Linked DNA regions of Oryctolagus cuniculus: region 2 is linked to region 1. A link is a contact called in public Hi-C data. All regions are on one chromosome and are shown on one strand. Each heading gives the region's core, a stretch centred on a gene start, on an enhancer-like site or on the middle of the called end of the contact. The rest is flanking DNA. Distances are from core to core; before and after follow the strand shown.

Region 1 (7,281 bases), core at 3,385-5,884:
TAGGTAGAATCCCCTCTACGACAAAGACCCCTGCATCCCAGGCCCCCACGTGCCACAGCCACAGCACCCTGACCATGGTCCCCGAAAACTGATCCTCGGCATCCACACAGGGTCCATCAGCCAACGTTTTAGCCCGAACTCAGAGCCCCCTGGAACACAAGACTCTTAAACAGGCCACTTTGCCACAGTGAATGACCTCAAGAGCTGCGTTTCTAGTTCAACTAAAAGCCTCTACAGACCTCCATTCAGTGTGCTTTCTGTGGAGTTGCAAGAAAGACAAAGATGCCACCTGCCATCCAGTGCAGAGGGAGCTGTGCGTCTTCATTCCTCTCCTGGCTTGCTGCCTTTTGCTAGCAAGCGAGTAGAAGCCAGGTAGATCAGCAGGTTCCACCTCTCACCCTGGCTTCCAGGGAATTCAGATGTCAACTCTGCACTTGGGTCAGTGCATGGCAGGCTGTCACAGGCACAGGACAGGAGGTTTGTTTTGGCCTGGACATTCTTGCGGCTGTCCCCACTATGCTCCTGTTGGAAAAAGCTGGCTTTCATTCTACAATGTCTGTGTGGAGTCACACAGGTCCTCAAAGTGAACCAGGGCTCTGCCTGGGATTTCTGCAGAGCTCACAAGGAGGTCAAGAGTGAAATGAACAGTTGGGGCTCCTTCTTCCAAATGCCAGTGGCCAAGAGGGAAACAGGGAGGGAGGGAAGCTACAAGGATGGTCATTGGCGGGCAATGCCTTTGCTTTGCTTTGTTTTTAACGATTTATTTATTATTGGAAAGACAGAGCTACAGAGAGAGAGAGAGAGGCAGAGAGAGGGAGGGGGAGAGGGAGGAGGAGAGGGGGAGGGATAGGGAGAGAGAGAGGGAGAGGGAGGGAGAGAAAGTCTAGCAACTGGTTCATTTCCCAAGTAGCTATAATGGCCAGGGTTGATCCAGCCCAAAGCAAGGAGCCTGGAACTCCATCTAAGTCTCCCACATGGGTGCAGAGATCCCAAGCACTTGGACTATCTCCCTCTGCTTTCCCAGGCACATTAGCAGGGAGCTGGATCAGAAGTGGAGCAGCTGGGCCGCTGCCGTGGCTCACTTGGTTAATCCTCCGCCTGCGGCGCTGGCATCCCATATGGGCGCTGGGTTCTAGTCCTGGTTGCTCCTCTTCCAGTCCAGCTCTCTGCTGTGGCCTGGGAGGGCAGTAGAGGATGGCCCGTGTGCTTGGGCCCCTGCACCCGCATGGGAGAACAGGAAGAAGCACTTGGCTCCTGGCTTCAGATCGGCGCAGTGCCGGTCGTAGCAGCCATTTGGGGGGTGAACCAACGGAAGGAAGATCTTTCTCTGTCTCTCTCTCTCACTATCAATATCTCTACCTGTCAAATAAAAAAAAAATCTTAAAAAAAAGAAGTGGAGCAGCCAGGACTCGAACCAGAGCTCATCTGGGATGCCAGCATTGCAGGAGGAGGCTTAACTTGCTGCACCTACAATGCCAGTCCCTCATTTTTGTTTTAAATGATGAATATTTCCCAACGCAATTATTAAAAGACAGGAGCTGCTCTTTCCTCCCGTCTCGTTCAGTGCATCACGCCTGCTTTTAATCATTATCTTTCGCCCATCTTCATTTCTCTACTTCTTTCATTATAATGTATCTCGCACCTTTTTTAGAAACCAGAATGAGGATGAAAACCAACGTCTTGTCCCTTCCTTAAAACACTGCTGCCTATTTCATTTTTCCCCAAAGCCCTGCACAAGTCCCAAGTGTCTTCTGAGGGTTAGGAAGCATTTCCTGTGGCCGCTGGGTGGAGCCTGTTTCCCCATCTCTAGTTCTTGGATGATGGTTAATGCTGTGTGCCTGCGCTCCGTGAGTCAGAGTGCTCGGCCCCTCCAGGGAAGGAAGCCGACCGCTCACTCCAATGTGGATCTAGAGGAGTCCCAAGTTCCTAAAGGGCAGCCCAGCTTATCAGATAAGAAAAATGCTGGGGCTGGTGCTGTGGCGTAGCAGGTTAAACAGCTACCTGCAGTGCCAGCATCCCATATGGGAACCAGTTCGAGTCCTGGCTGCTCCACTTCTGAGCCAGCTCCCTGCTGTGGCCTGGGAAAGCAGCAGAAGATGGCCCAAGTCCTTGAACCCCTGCACCCGCGTGGGAGACCCGGAAGAATTTCCTGGTTCCTGGGTTTGGATCAGCGCAGCTCCAGCAGTTGCGGCCATTTGGGGAGTGAACCAGCGGATGGAAGATCTCTCTCTCTCTCTCTCTTTCTCTCTCTCCCTCTCTCTGTGTATAACTCTGCCTCTCAAATAAATAAATAAAATCTTTAAAAGAAAAATGTTACCTCTGCTCCCAACCCCATGCTGTGACAGAGCTGGTCACACCTCTCACTTCTGGAAGCCCGAGGTAAAGCCTGCAGGTGCAGGAAGGCAAGGGACTCTGCTTTCTGTCCCACGTCCCCACGGTGACGACAGCACCTACGACTCAGTAGACGGCCCACGAACAGTGGACGGTCTCAGTGGCCTGATCCACAGTGTCAGTCATGAAAGTTTATGAAAGGGAAAATTCCAGAAATCGACAATCCGTAAGTTTTAAATAACTTCAACGACAGGACATTGCTGTAATCATTCTATGTTGCTGTTGGTTAGAGTGGACGATCTCTTACTGTGCCTGATTTGTAAATTACACTTTATGTATGTCTGAGCCAACTTCATGAGGTTTGTGGGGCCTGATGTTGTGGTACAGTGGGTAAAGTCACCACCTGAGACACAGGCATCCCATACAGGTGCCGGTTCGTGTTCTGGCTACCCCACTTCCGATCCAGCTGCCAGCTAATGTGCCTGGGAAAGTAGTGGGAGATGGCCTAAGTGCTTGGGGCCCTGCACCCATGTGGGAGAGCTGGAGGAAGTTTCAGGCTCATGGCTTTGGCTTGGCCCAGCCCCGGCTGCTGTAGTGAACAGCAGATGGAAGATCTCTCTTTGTCTCTCCCTCTCTGTGTCTCTCGCTTTCTCTGTAATTCTGCCTTCAAAATAAATAAGTAATTCCTAAGAAAAACTTTAAAAGTTTATGGAAAACATGAATTAAAAAGATAAGTTTATTTCCAAACATGTTTAAATTCATGCTCTTTTCTTTTTGAATTAAAAAAATTTTAAGTTTTTTTAAATTGTTTATTTTAGAGGCAGAGTTACAGACAGTGAGAGGGAGAGACAGAGAGAGAGGTCTTCCATCCGCTGGCTCACTCCCCAGATGGCCCCAGTGGCTGGATCTGGGCCGATCTGAAGCCAGGAGCCAGGAGCTTCTTCCAGATCTTCCAAGCGGGTGCAGGGGCCCAAGGACTTGGGCCATCTTCCACTGCCTTCCCAGGCCATAGCAGAGAGCTGGATTGGAAGCAGAGCAGCCGTGTCTCAAACCAGTGCCCATATGAGATGTTTGCACCGCAACAGCCCATGTTTTTTTCATAATGCACATTTTTAATGAACTTTTCTACAGTCTGCCCTGGAGTGCAGCCTGCATGGGGTTGGGAGCTATCCAGGTTTTAGGCACCCACAGGAGCCTGGGAAACAGGAGTCCAACAGATGAGCACCCTGAGCCCAACAGGAGGAGGGCACCTCCTCACTTCCTCCCAGCCTTGGCAGGGAGATGAGGGAGATTCAGGGAAGAGAAAATGCTGGGAAGGCACAGGACCACGATCTTGCGTCGCCCATGGTCACCGAGCCGACCCAACACCCATGCCCACCCCCGGCTGGGCTGACCTCTACTGACCACCGTTCGGAAGATGCCAAAATATTGACTATGTGATGCCAAGGTGAAGTAGCAGAGGGCGTGGAAGCCCTTGGCTGGCTCTCCCGGAAGCCACGCCCAGGGAAAGGGAGAAGCAGAGGTCAAGGTCAAATGCTATGTGGCCCTCTGAGTGCCTAGGCAGAGCTGCTGGCCCAGACCCCCTTCCTCAGCTCCACCCACGCTGCCAGCTATGTCCCTCTGGGAAGAAGGGGGTGTCCAAAGATCGAGGAACCAAAGCATGCCTGGGGCAACCTTTGTGTCCTTAAGCAGAACTGTAACTGGCAAACTAGAAACCACACTTTCTTTGCGATAGCCCTCCCCAGGTTCTCATGTCGTCGCTGCCAGAGGCTGCAAGCTATTAGGCTGCTGTCCCCTTCCTAGTGACTGTGGATGATTTATGACCCAGCTGCAGGGCCCAGGGGCGTGGCTTCTGCATCTGCCACACACACTTTCTCTCACTGCACCCTTGTTGTCGCTGGCAGACGTGCTGCAGAGAGGGGGAGGGGAGGTCCTCCCCACTTTGCAAATCCTACTTGCTCCAGTGGGAGGCCCTGCTAAGACAAAGGGAAGGGCTGTGTGGACCATTTCCCTTCCCCACTGCTGGAGCTCCTTTAGGACCTGGAAAACAGGAAAGCGCCCAGGCCTTGTTTAGAGAAGAGACATGCAGAGGAAGTGTGGGCAGAGCGGATGGAGCAGGACGGAGAGAGGCTGCTGGCTCCAACAGGTTTCTTAGCGGGATGGAGCTCCTGGCTGGAGAAAGGCCAGCCTGGGGGTGGGTTGGCTGATGACAGAGGAGGGGAGATCCACTCCCGGGATTGTTTTCCAAGGACAATCACAAGGTGATCAAGCACCCGGTGGGATCCAGGGGGGTCTTCCCATCGGGTTTCACTTTCCCTGGCGCCTCAGCTCCCAGCTTCCGGGCCACACGCTGGCAAGGAGCAGCTGGGCAGTACCAGGGTGCTGCAAAACTTTTGTGCAAAATGGAATAAAAGGATACATTTATTCGGATGCAAACATGTTCTTGAAGTCCCAGCGCAGGTTTTTCCAAATGCACATGTTCACAGACGTTTTGAAGACCCCCACAGCACCAGTGCAACCCCCAGAGCTGGCCCACGTCATCAGCGCACCTTGAGACAGTCTGTGGCAGATGAGAAAATCAGCTCTTTTCAGAGTTTATTTCTGTAGCAGCAGTCACTGCGAGACTTAGAGTAAGGAGCAGCCGTGTTTCCTTACCAGAGCTGGGTACCTTTCAAAGGTGCCTGGAGAGAAATGTTTTTGCCAACAGGAGGGATGAGTCAGCAGTGGAAGGGATGAGTCAGCAAATTTAATAAATCTGGATTTGAATCCATCTGACAGGTAGGGGGCAGCAAAGAGGGACAGATGCATGCACGTGGTGTGGATGCTCTCAGCTGTTCTCTTAGAAGTACCTTTCTGAGATGCAATGTGTACTTCAAAACGTTCTTGGAACCGACCCTTGAAAGAGAAGTTTATGCTGATGCAAGCAAATTTTGAAATAAGAATAAGAAGGTCTCTAAAAATGTCACAGTAAACGTGCATTAGTAAAAATAAACATGTGGAGCTGGGGCTGTGGTGGAGCGGGTTAAGCCGCCGCCTGCAACACCAGCATCCGATTCCAGCACCAGTTCGAGCCCCGGCTGCTCCACTTTCCATCCAGCTCTCTGCTATGGCCTGGGAAAGCAGTAGAAGATGCCCCAAGTCCTTGGGCCCCTGCACCTGCGTGGGAGACCCAGATGAGGCTCCTGACTCCTCACTTCAGCCCCAGCTATTGCACCCATTTGGAAAGTGAACCAGCAGATGGAAGATGTCTCTCTCCCTCTCCCTCCCTCACTCCCTCCCTCTCTCTCTCTCTCTCTGGCTCTCTCTTTTTCTGCCTCTCCCTCTCTCTGTGTAACTCTGCCTTTCAAGTAAATAAGTACATCTTTAAAATAAATAAATAAAAAATAACCATGCGCATGTTTCAGTGTTTTGGCGGAGGTAAAAAGTAAACTTCTCTTCTCCTTCTGTGAACTTCCTGTGTAACTGTGTAACTGCACTCGCTTCTCTGCCTCTTCCACACCCCCACAGCTGCTCATGTGAATCACCAGAAACTCACTTTACTTCCAGCCCTTCCTGTTTAAATCCCCTGCCGGGCTCTGTTTCTCCCCTTTGTCCATCGCCTGAGGGTGCAGAGGCTGATCCAAGAAACAAGAGTTCGCGCCTGCCCCTTCCCAGGAGTCTTCCCAGGCCTGCAGACCTGTGTGTGCCCTCCCAGCATCGTCTGAGGAACCAGCAAGGGCCCAGGCTGAGCTGATGCCTTCAGAATCCTGTTAGGCATGGCTGGGAGGCAAAGAGCAGGGAGAATACTAGAAAGCCTTATTTTTCATAGTAAATTGCACGCTTGCCCAAACTTCTGCAAAGAAAAAAAAAAAGCCCAGGAGTTTCAGGTGCATTTGTGCACCCCCTGCCTCAGCTGGCTCTGAGTCCGGCTTGGGAGGAGGGCAGAGAATGGGCCAGGAGGGTGAGGCAAGTGCAGGAGGCACAGGGAGCCTCTTCTAGGTCTGGGAGGTCCTGAGTGGAAGGGAGGTGAGGCTCCAAAAACCACAGCCTGGCTTTTTACAAATCAGGACTGATTTCACAGTGGTTGCTGGGATTCTCACAGAGGATGAGTACATTATTGCTATTTTTAAATATATATATTTAGTTGAAAGATAGGGAGAGAGAGGTAGAAACACACAGAGAGAAAGAGAGAGAGAGATTGGGAGACAGAGAGAGAGGGAGGGAGGGAGGGAGGGAGGGAGGGAGGGAGAGAAAGAGAGAGAGAACAAATGATGCATCCTTTGGTTCACTCTTCAAATACCCACAACAGCCAGGACTGGGCCAGCCCAAAACCAGGAACCTAGAACTTGGTCTCCCAAGTGGGTGGCCGGACCCTGAGCCATCACCTGCTGCCTGGCAGGTGCACCTTGGCAGGAAGCTGGCATCAGAAGCAGAGTTGAGGCTCACTCAAAATTGGGCTGGCCCAAGGCAGGCAGGAGCCCAAGAAATAAAGTGTTGAAGGAATGGATGAATACCAAGATAGCACTGGACCCTAACTCAGGGTGCTTTCCTCTGAACGCAGAAAGCAGAGTTGCACACACACGGGAGATCCAAAAAGTCCCCGGAGAGGCCCGTACTGTGGCACGACAGGTTAAGATTTGAGCCAAGGCTGCCCCATTTTTAATCCAGCTCCCTGCGGATGCAACTGGGAAAGCAGTAGAAGATGGCTCGAGTATTGGGGTCCCTGGCACCCATGTGGGAGACCCGGATGGAGTTTCCTGGGTGCGTCAAGTTTCCTTTACTGTTGCGGCCACTTGGGGAGTGAACCAGTAGATGGACAATCTCTCTCTCTCTCTCTCTCTCTCTCTCTCTCGGCTATTCTGCTTTTGAAATAAATAAGTAAATAAATATCTTTTTTAAGGTCCATGGGAAATGGAATTTAAAAGCCAGTTTATTTTGCCATACAAAATGTTTTGCAATTTCTGCATGATT
Region 2 (7,281 bases), core at 2,322-4,821, 91 kb after region 1:
TTGAAAGGCAGAGTTAGAGGCAGAGAGAAAGGTCTTCCATCCACTGGTTCACTCCCCAGGTAGCTGTAATGGCTGGAGTGGGGCCAATCCGAAGCCAGGAGCCAGAAGCTTCACACGCAGGTGCAGGGGCCCAAGGACTTGGGCCATCTTCCACTGCTTTCCCGGGGCATAGCAAAGAGATAGGTTGGAAGTGGACCAGCCTGGACTTGAACCAGCGCCCATACAGGATGCCGGCACTGCAGGCGACTGCTTTACCTGCTACGCCACAGCACCACCACCACTCCACCATCTTCAATCTTTCAAAACAGAAGTCATGATAAACATGGACTATCTCCAACAAATATTCCCTGTTTTGTTTATTCCAAAAGCACAGAGTGGATGCCCATCTGGGATCAAGCACTAAGCTCAGAGCCCAAGGACAGGAACCATCAAGACAGCTACTCTCGGAGAATTTTCTGGCACGTAGAGGAATTAGCCAGCTTCCTGTCACCCTAACAAAATACCTAAGAGAAGCTATTACGAGGGAAGGAGGCTGATTTCGTCTCACGATTTTGGGAACTCACAGTCCATTATCAAGTAGACCCCTTTGGTTTGTCCATCTGGTGAGGCTGGAGGATGGCAGTGTCAGAGCAGGTGCAGAGAGAGAATCACGTGGCCAGTCAGGGAGCAGAGAGCGTGGCTGGGCCCGATCTAGTTTTTAAAATCAACCCTTGTGCAAGAGCTATCGACCTAACCCAATAGCCCAGTGGCCTCCCGCTAAGCTCACCTCCTCAGTGTCATACTTGGATTACATTTCTGCCACCTTAGCATCCTCAGTTTATGACTCTGGGATTTAACTGCATGGATTTGAGAGCCCTATCATATTCAAAACATAGCAGTGGAAGAGTCAGAGAAATCAGCAAACAATCCCCAGATGGCAGGAGAAAACAGAGACAGAGGTGTCCTGGGCTTGGCCAGGTGAGTGAGTGCAGGAGGTTCAGGATGAGGAGGTTGCAAGGGTCAAGGAGAAGAACGGGGCTGCAGACAGGGTGGGTGGTGGAGGGCTTCATCTGGGTGCAGGTTGAGCCTGTCAGGGCTGCCGAGTGGTGGGATTCAGTGGACTGCCCTACCTTCTTTGCTCTAGGCTTGGCTCCTGCTATAGGCTAACAAAGAGCCTTTCCCAGGATTCCAGGAGTGCAGTAACTACACAAGTAAGCATCCCAGCCCCTGCTAGCTGCTCCAGGGACTAGCTGGTGATGGGAACACTCACTGTTCACAGGAACTTGGTGGCAAGACTGCATCTCACTATCTCTTTGGAGGGCACTCAGTAAAGATACATTTTTATTTGTTGCTATGTCGCATCTTCCCAAAGACATGGGAAGCTCTTCCTTCATCCCCGCCCTCACCAAACATCTGCGGGAGAGAAGCCCAGCCTGGACCCAAGGTCAGCTGCCATCATTTTCCCCAAGTGCAGGAGCCCAGTAGTCCTCAAAAGCCAGGGCTTCCTTTACCCGCTTAAAACCCTCTGTATGTGGAAAAGCAAAAGGTTGTCGGTTGGGTTCCTTCCCCAGCTCTGCCTTGCCTTTCCTGCTGAACTCCAGCCTATGGCATGGTCACAGGGATAGTCTTCCAGGAAATGGAGAACACATGTGGTGAGTATGTGCAAAGATTCCAGCATTTAAACTTCATGTCATGGGGGCCGGCACTGTGGCATAACAGGTAAAGCCGCTGCCTGCAGTGCCAGCATCCCATATGGGTACTGGTTCAAGTCCCAGCTGCCCTACTCCAGATCTCTGCTATGGCCTGGGAAAGCAGTAAAAGATGTCCCAAGTCCTTGGGCCCCTGTATCCATGTGGGAGACCCAAAAGAAGCTCCTGGCTCCTGGCTTCAGATTGGCGAAGCTCCGGCCGTTGTGGCCAACTGGGGAGTGAACCAGCAGATGGAAGACCTCTCTCTCTCTGCCTCTCCTTCTCTCTGTGTAACTCGGACTTTCAAATAAATAAATAAATATTTTTAAATTTTTTTATTTATTTAACAGAGTTATAGACAGTGAGAGAGAGAGACAAAGAGAAAGGTCTTCCTTCTGTTGGTTCACTCCCCAAATGGCCGCTACGGCTGGCGCTGCGCCAATCCAAAGCTAGGAGCCAGGTGCCTCCTCCTGGTCTCCCATGTGGGTGCAGGGGCCCAAGCTCTTGGACCATCCTCCACTGCCCTCCTGGGCCACAGCAGAGAACTGGACTGGAAGAGGAGCAGCCGGGACTAGAACCGGCACCCATATGGGATGCGGGCACCACAGGCGGAGGATTAACCAAGTGAACCACAGCACTGGCCCCTAAAAATTTTTTTACAAAACTGCATCATGCCCAGAAAATGTCATCAATGCTTAAAACCGGATTTCCTGATTGGGACAGCTTTGGAATACGGTGTGACGTTATAGTCGCTAAGTATCTAAAGCATACCCTACACAGCACAATAGGTCATCCCTCAATCCTTGGCACAAAAAAAATTTAAAAATGGATTCTGATGGAGTTTGGTCATGGCTGTATAGGTAATAACAATAAACTTGATGCAGAAAGAGCATATGGAAAGAGATGGAGGGAGTGGAGAGAAAAGAGAGGAGAAAGAAAGCAAGGGAGAAACTCTCCCATGGAGTTTTGGAGAGGAGAGTGAATTTCACGGCTTAGGTCATCTCGCCTAAATTTAGACGGTCATCTATTCACTTACTCTTGCTGCTTTCCAAGTGAAAAACCTGGGCCCCTCACACCTCTCATTCTCCATAGATATGTTCCTAGTCCCGAGTGGGCCTGCCTCAGGCCTCTGCAGCTGCCTGGCAAGCCCAACATGTTGGGACTGAAAATAACAGCATTCGACTCTTCCTTGCAAATCTCGGGGTTTCCAGGGCAACATCCCCGTCTCCACTGGGCTCGCTTGGTGGCTGGGTTCAGCGGGCAGCAGGGCTGGTGGCTGTGTGTGAGGTGAGGGCCCTCTCTCCACCTCCATCACACACCTGCTCATTTGGTCCTGGGGCTGCCCAGCCTTCACCTGGTGAACCCACACACATGGTTCTCATGCCCTGTCGGCTGATGTCTGGTCTTTTTTTTTTTTTTTTTAAGATTGATTTGTTTATTTTAAGGTCAGAGTTACACAAAGAGAGGAGAGGCAGAGAGAGAGGTCTTCCATCTGCTAGTTCATTCCCCAACTGGCTGCAACAGCCGGAGCTGTGTCGATCCAAAGCTAGGAGCCAGGAGCTTCTTCCAGGTCTCCCATGAGGGTACAGGTGCCCAAGGACTTGAGCCATCTTCTACTGGTTTTCTAGGCCATAGCAGAGAGCTGGATGAGAAGTGGAGCAGCTGGGACACGAACCAGCACCCATATGGGATGCTGACATCGCAGGCAGCAGTTTTACCCACTACACCCTGCGCCAGCCCCCAGGTGTCTGGATTTCTAAGATCCAGTCCATAGGGCTGAGTCCAGATGTCGTGTGCTTTTCTCTCAGGGCCACAAAACCCATAGTCAGATTCCTCCTTTCTCTCTGCTGGTTGAGAAACCACTGGCTTAGGCCAAGCCAGTTGCTTCATCTGCAGAGTGGGCCCAGGGCAAAATGAAAAATTACGAAGAATTAGCCCAGCTGTCTGTCATGTGCTCATTGGCAGTTAACCAGCTCTGTGAATTTATTTTCCCTTGAATAAATTCACTTTGGCTGTAGAAAAAAAAAAGGCATGAAAAACTTCAAGATGATTGCAACAGAGCATTAAGCTGACCATGGGGCCTTTCTGTGCCCTCTGAGACTGCACAGGTCACACCCCCAGGAGGCTGGTGCTGGCCCCAGGCATCTGTCTGGGAACCCACAGGTGGAAACCCAGGTGGGGTGGCCAAAACATGGTATTTATGCAGCTTGCCCACGGCTTGCTTCTGCTTGCCCCCTCCCTCTCAAGTGAACAAAAGACTGTGCTGTCTATACTTGGTCTATACTATTCAGCTGTCTATACTGAATAGAATCCTGCCATTTGTGACCACATGCATGAACCTGGAAGACAATGAAGTGACTCGAGCCAGACACAGAAAGACAAATGCCACATAGCCTCACTTCCATGTAGAATCTGAAAAAGTTGGCGATTTAAGAGTAGTAGTTGGGACTGGCGCTGTGACACACTAGGTTAATCCTCTGCCTGTGGTGCCGGCATCCCATATGGGCGCCGGATTCTGTCCCGGTTGCTCCTCTTCCAGTCCAGCTCTCTGCGGTGGCCCGGGAGTGCAGTGGAGGATGGCCCAAGTGCTTGGGCCCCTGCACCCACATGGGGGACCAGGAGGAAGTCCCTGGCTCCTGGCTTCGGATCGGCGCAGCACCAGCCATAGTGGCCATTTGGTAAGTAAACCAATGGAGGGAAGACCTTTCTCTCTCTCTCTCTCTCTCTCTCTCTCTCTCTCTATAACTCTACCTGTCCAAAAAAAAAAAAAATGAGTAGTAGTTATCAGAGGCTGGGGAGCAAGAGATTGGCCACCAGGCACCAAGTTCTACACAGACAGGAGACTTGAGGTCCGGTGCTCTGCATGGCAGGGTGACTGAAGTTAAAAAAAAAAATGCATTGTGTATTTCAAAATACCCAGAAGAGAGGACTTTGGAATGTTGCCCCACAAATCATGAAGGCTGTCTTGACTCTTCCCACTGCCAAGGCCCTGCCACAGGAGTCGTTGGCTTGAGGAAGAGGCATCATCTGGAGTTGATAGCCAGGAAGCTCACGGCCCACCCTCTCTACGGCGCTCCTCTGAGTATGGCACAAACGTCCTCTCAGGGGTGCACGCCATGTGTGCTCACCTCCAGATGTGCAAATCCCTTAGAACATCTGCAAACAGCGCTCCGTTCTCTCAGCTCGGAGATTCCCCGCTCGAAACTGAGCCCCCGAGCACCTGTGCAGAGGACCTGAAAGCCGAGGTCCTCCTTTGCTCCCTGCTGCATCCACAAAAGGCATTTGGGGCAGGGCTGGGGTGACTTCCCTGCTGCATTCCCGCTGTGTATGCACAGGACTGCAGCCTCAGCCCAAGCGGAAGCCAAGAAGCATTTACTGGGAGCCTTGTTTAGCAAATCGTTTTGATGTGCGTTAATTCTATCCCAGTCTTTTTGTTTCAATCTGCTCTGTTCCTCTAAATAAACAACAGTTAAGCTAATGACTGAGGGAGGACAGAACCAACAGCAGCTTCCCCACGTTCTCCTGCAGTTGGATCTTGCAGGCATGGCGCCTGTGCGGCTGCTGGGTTTATTTATCTGCACCCTTGCCAACTGCACACGTGCTCCCCTGGGGGCAGAAGGGGGCACCATGAACGGGCCCAGGGGCCAATCACTGCTTGGTTCTCCTGGAAGGACCGGCCAGGGAGGCATTCAGAGGACGGGCAGAGCCGGCGTGGACAGAGTCTGGTCTTTAGCAGATTTCAACAGACTCCACCACAGGGGCATACTCTCTTCTGCGAATTGCAGACATTCCGATTTTTTTTTTTACAATGCCAGGGGGTGCATCACACATCTACAAGGCACTGGAAGAAGGCAGGAGGGATACAACTGTCTGACAAATCCTAAAAATCCAATGTCTAAAAATCAAATGTCTAAAAATCCAATAGCTGACTTCCTCCAGGGATGTATGAAGGTGAAATTATGCCCAATCAGATACTAGTGGGGACCTGAAGAACTGTGGTGCACCTGTGATGCAGGCATCCCACATGAAAGCACTGGGGTGAGTCCTGGCTGCTCCGCTCCCAACTCAGCTCCCTGCTAATGTCAGCCAGCAGAGCCTCCATGCACCAGGTGCCTCCCTCTCAGCCAGGTGATATTTGACCTCCTCAGCAACCACAGCTGGACGGCTTTAAAACGTGTGCTCATGCTGGGACGCCAACTAGGAGATTCTGAGTTTAAGAGACCCAGGGCAAGCCCAGACCGGGCTGTACGTCCTGCCCTCCAGCTGCAGCCAACTCTCTCATCACAGACGCAGCACGAGGCCACTTTGCCAGCTAGACTGCTCTGGGCTTTTCGCCATTCTGACCATGTGCCAGTGAAGACATGGAAGAATTCTCACACCTGCTTGGAGGGCAGAACATGAGGCTGCCACTTGGACAAGCAGCTTGGATGTTGCTTATCAAGTGCCATGTACAAGTGCCATGTACCCTTCACCCCCAGAATGGCAATTCTGCTCCCATATGAAAAGCCAACTGCACAGAAAAGACCAGACAAACGTGCTCCGGAAACTTGAGGTGTCACAGTCCAGAGAGGGCGGGCCAGCCACCCAGTGGGACACGACTCCCTGTGAGTGTCCCCAGCCACGTGGCCAGAGCTCGGAGTCATCAGGTTGAGCAGAAGCAGCCAGATTCCAAGGACCACTTGCCTAGTGCGATTCCTTCTACTTAGGGGAAGTTATCCAAAAGGAAAACCTGCCGCAGATCAGCATTGCTTGAGGGTCGGGGATGGAAGGGACCTGAGAACTTTCAGGGGTGAAACAAATTCTCTTCCTAAATGGGGGTTGAGGTCAAGGTCAAGTGTTAATCCGGGCTGCACTGTCCACAGCTGCTCCTCACCACTCCTCGCTTCTCTACCCCCTACCCAGTGCACCTCCCAGTCATCGCCTCGCCTCTCCCCGCTCCAGCCTGCTCAGCCTCCTAAGCCCACGTGTCTCCCACCAGCAGGGCAGAAGCCACCTCTGGTGTGGGCCTAGCGCCTACCCTACAAAAGTGCTGTGCCGCGCCCAACGTGGGCAGTGCTGGTATCCCACATGTCAGCTGGCACCGTTGGGCTGATCAGGGGCATTCGTCCATGTGAGATCTGGAATCTGGGGAGGCTCTGGTCTCCTGCCCAGCTCCCATACTGGCCGGGCTAGGCCAGGACCACAGTCATTCCTCATGCTGGTGTGGGGCAGGATCTGTACTTCCTGCAAGATCCCATGATGTGGGCACTGCTGGGCCAGGCACACCCTGTTACCAGGCTGTCTGCAGCAGCACGAATGCCCATCACAAGTAGAACAGATTAATATAGATGGTGGCCTACTCACTGTGCAAGGCCCCATCCCCGGGAGAGCAGGCGTCTACAACCACACGCAGACCCAGCGTGAAACCGTGATGCTGAGGGAAAGGCAGCAGACGCAGGGTGCACCCTGGTGTACTTTTTTTTTTGGGGGGGGAGGATTTATGTATGTATTTTTTTCTTAACGATTTTATTTATTTATCGGAGGGGTAAAATTAGAGAGGGAAAGACAGAGAGAGTTTCCATCCACTGGTTCACTCCCTAAATGGTCACAACAGCCAGAGCTGGGTCGATCCGAA

The links. Hi-C and Micro-C count contacts between places; a contact is called where the count stands out from the background.
Region 2: a contact with region 1 is called in a Hi-C map of an unstated tissue, with 2.7 times the contacts expected there. The contact joins two enhancer-like sites. A contact is called at or near these places in 3 of 6 Hi-C or Micro-C datasets (ear pinna, psoas muscle and an unstated tissue).

The regions. Positions count from the first base shown.
Region 1 is chr11:47,456,302-47,463,582 of mOryCun1.1, forward strand. No RefSeq gene overlaps it. Among named protein-coding and RNA genes, the nearest start is that of CD93, 83 kb to the left of the region's middle. Within about 2 kb of position 4,635, at least 1 of the 8 cell types and tissues checked has an H3K27ac peak or open chromatin away from gene starts, as enhancers often do.
Region 2 is chr11:47,548,505-47,555,785 of mOryCun1.1, forward strand. No RefSeq gene overlaps it. Among named protein-coding and RNA genes, the nearest start is that of NXT1, 13 kb to the right of the region's middle. Within about 2 kb of position 3,572, at least 1 of the 8 cell types and tissues checked has an H3K27ac peak or open chromatin away from gene starts, as enhancers often do.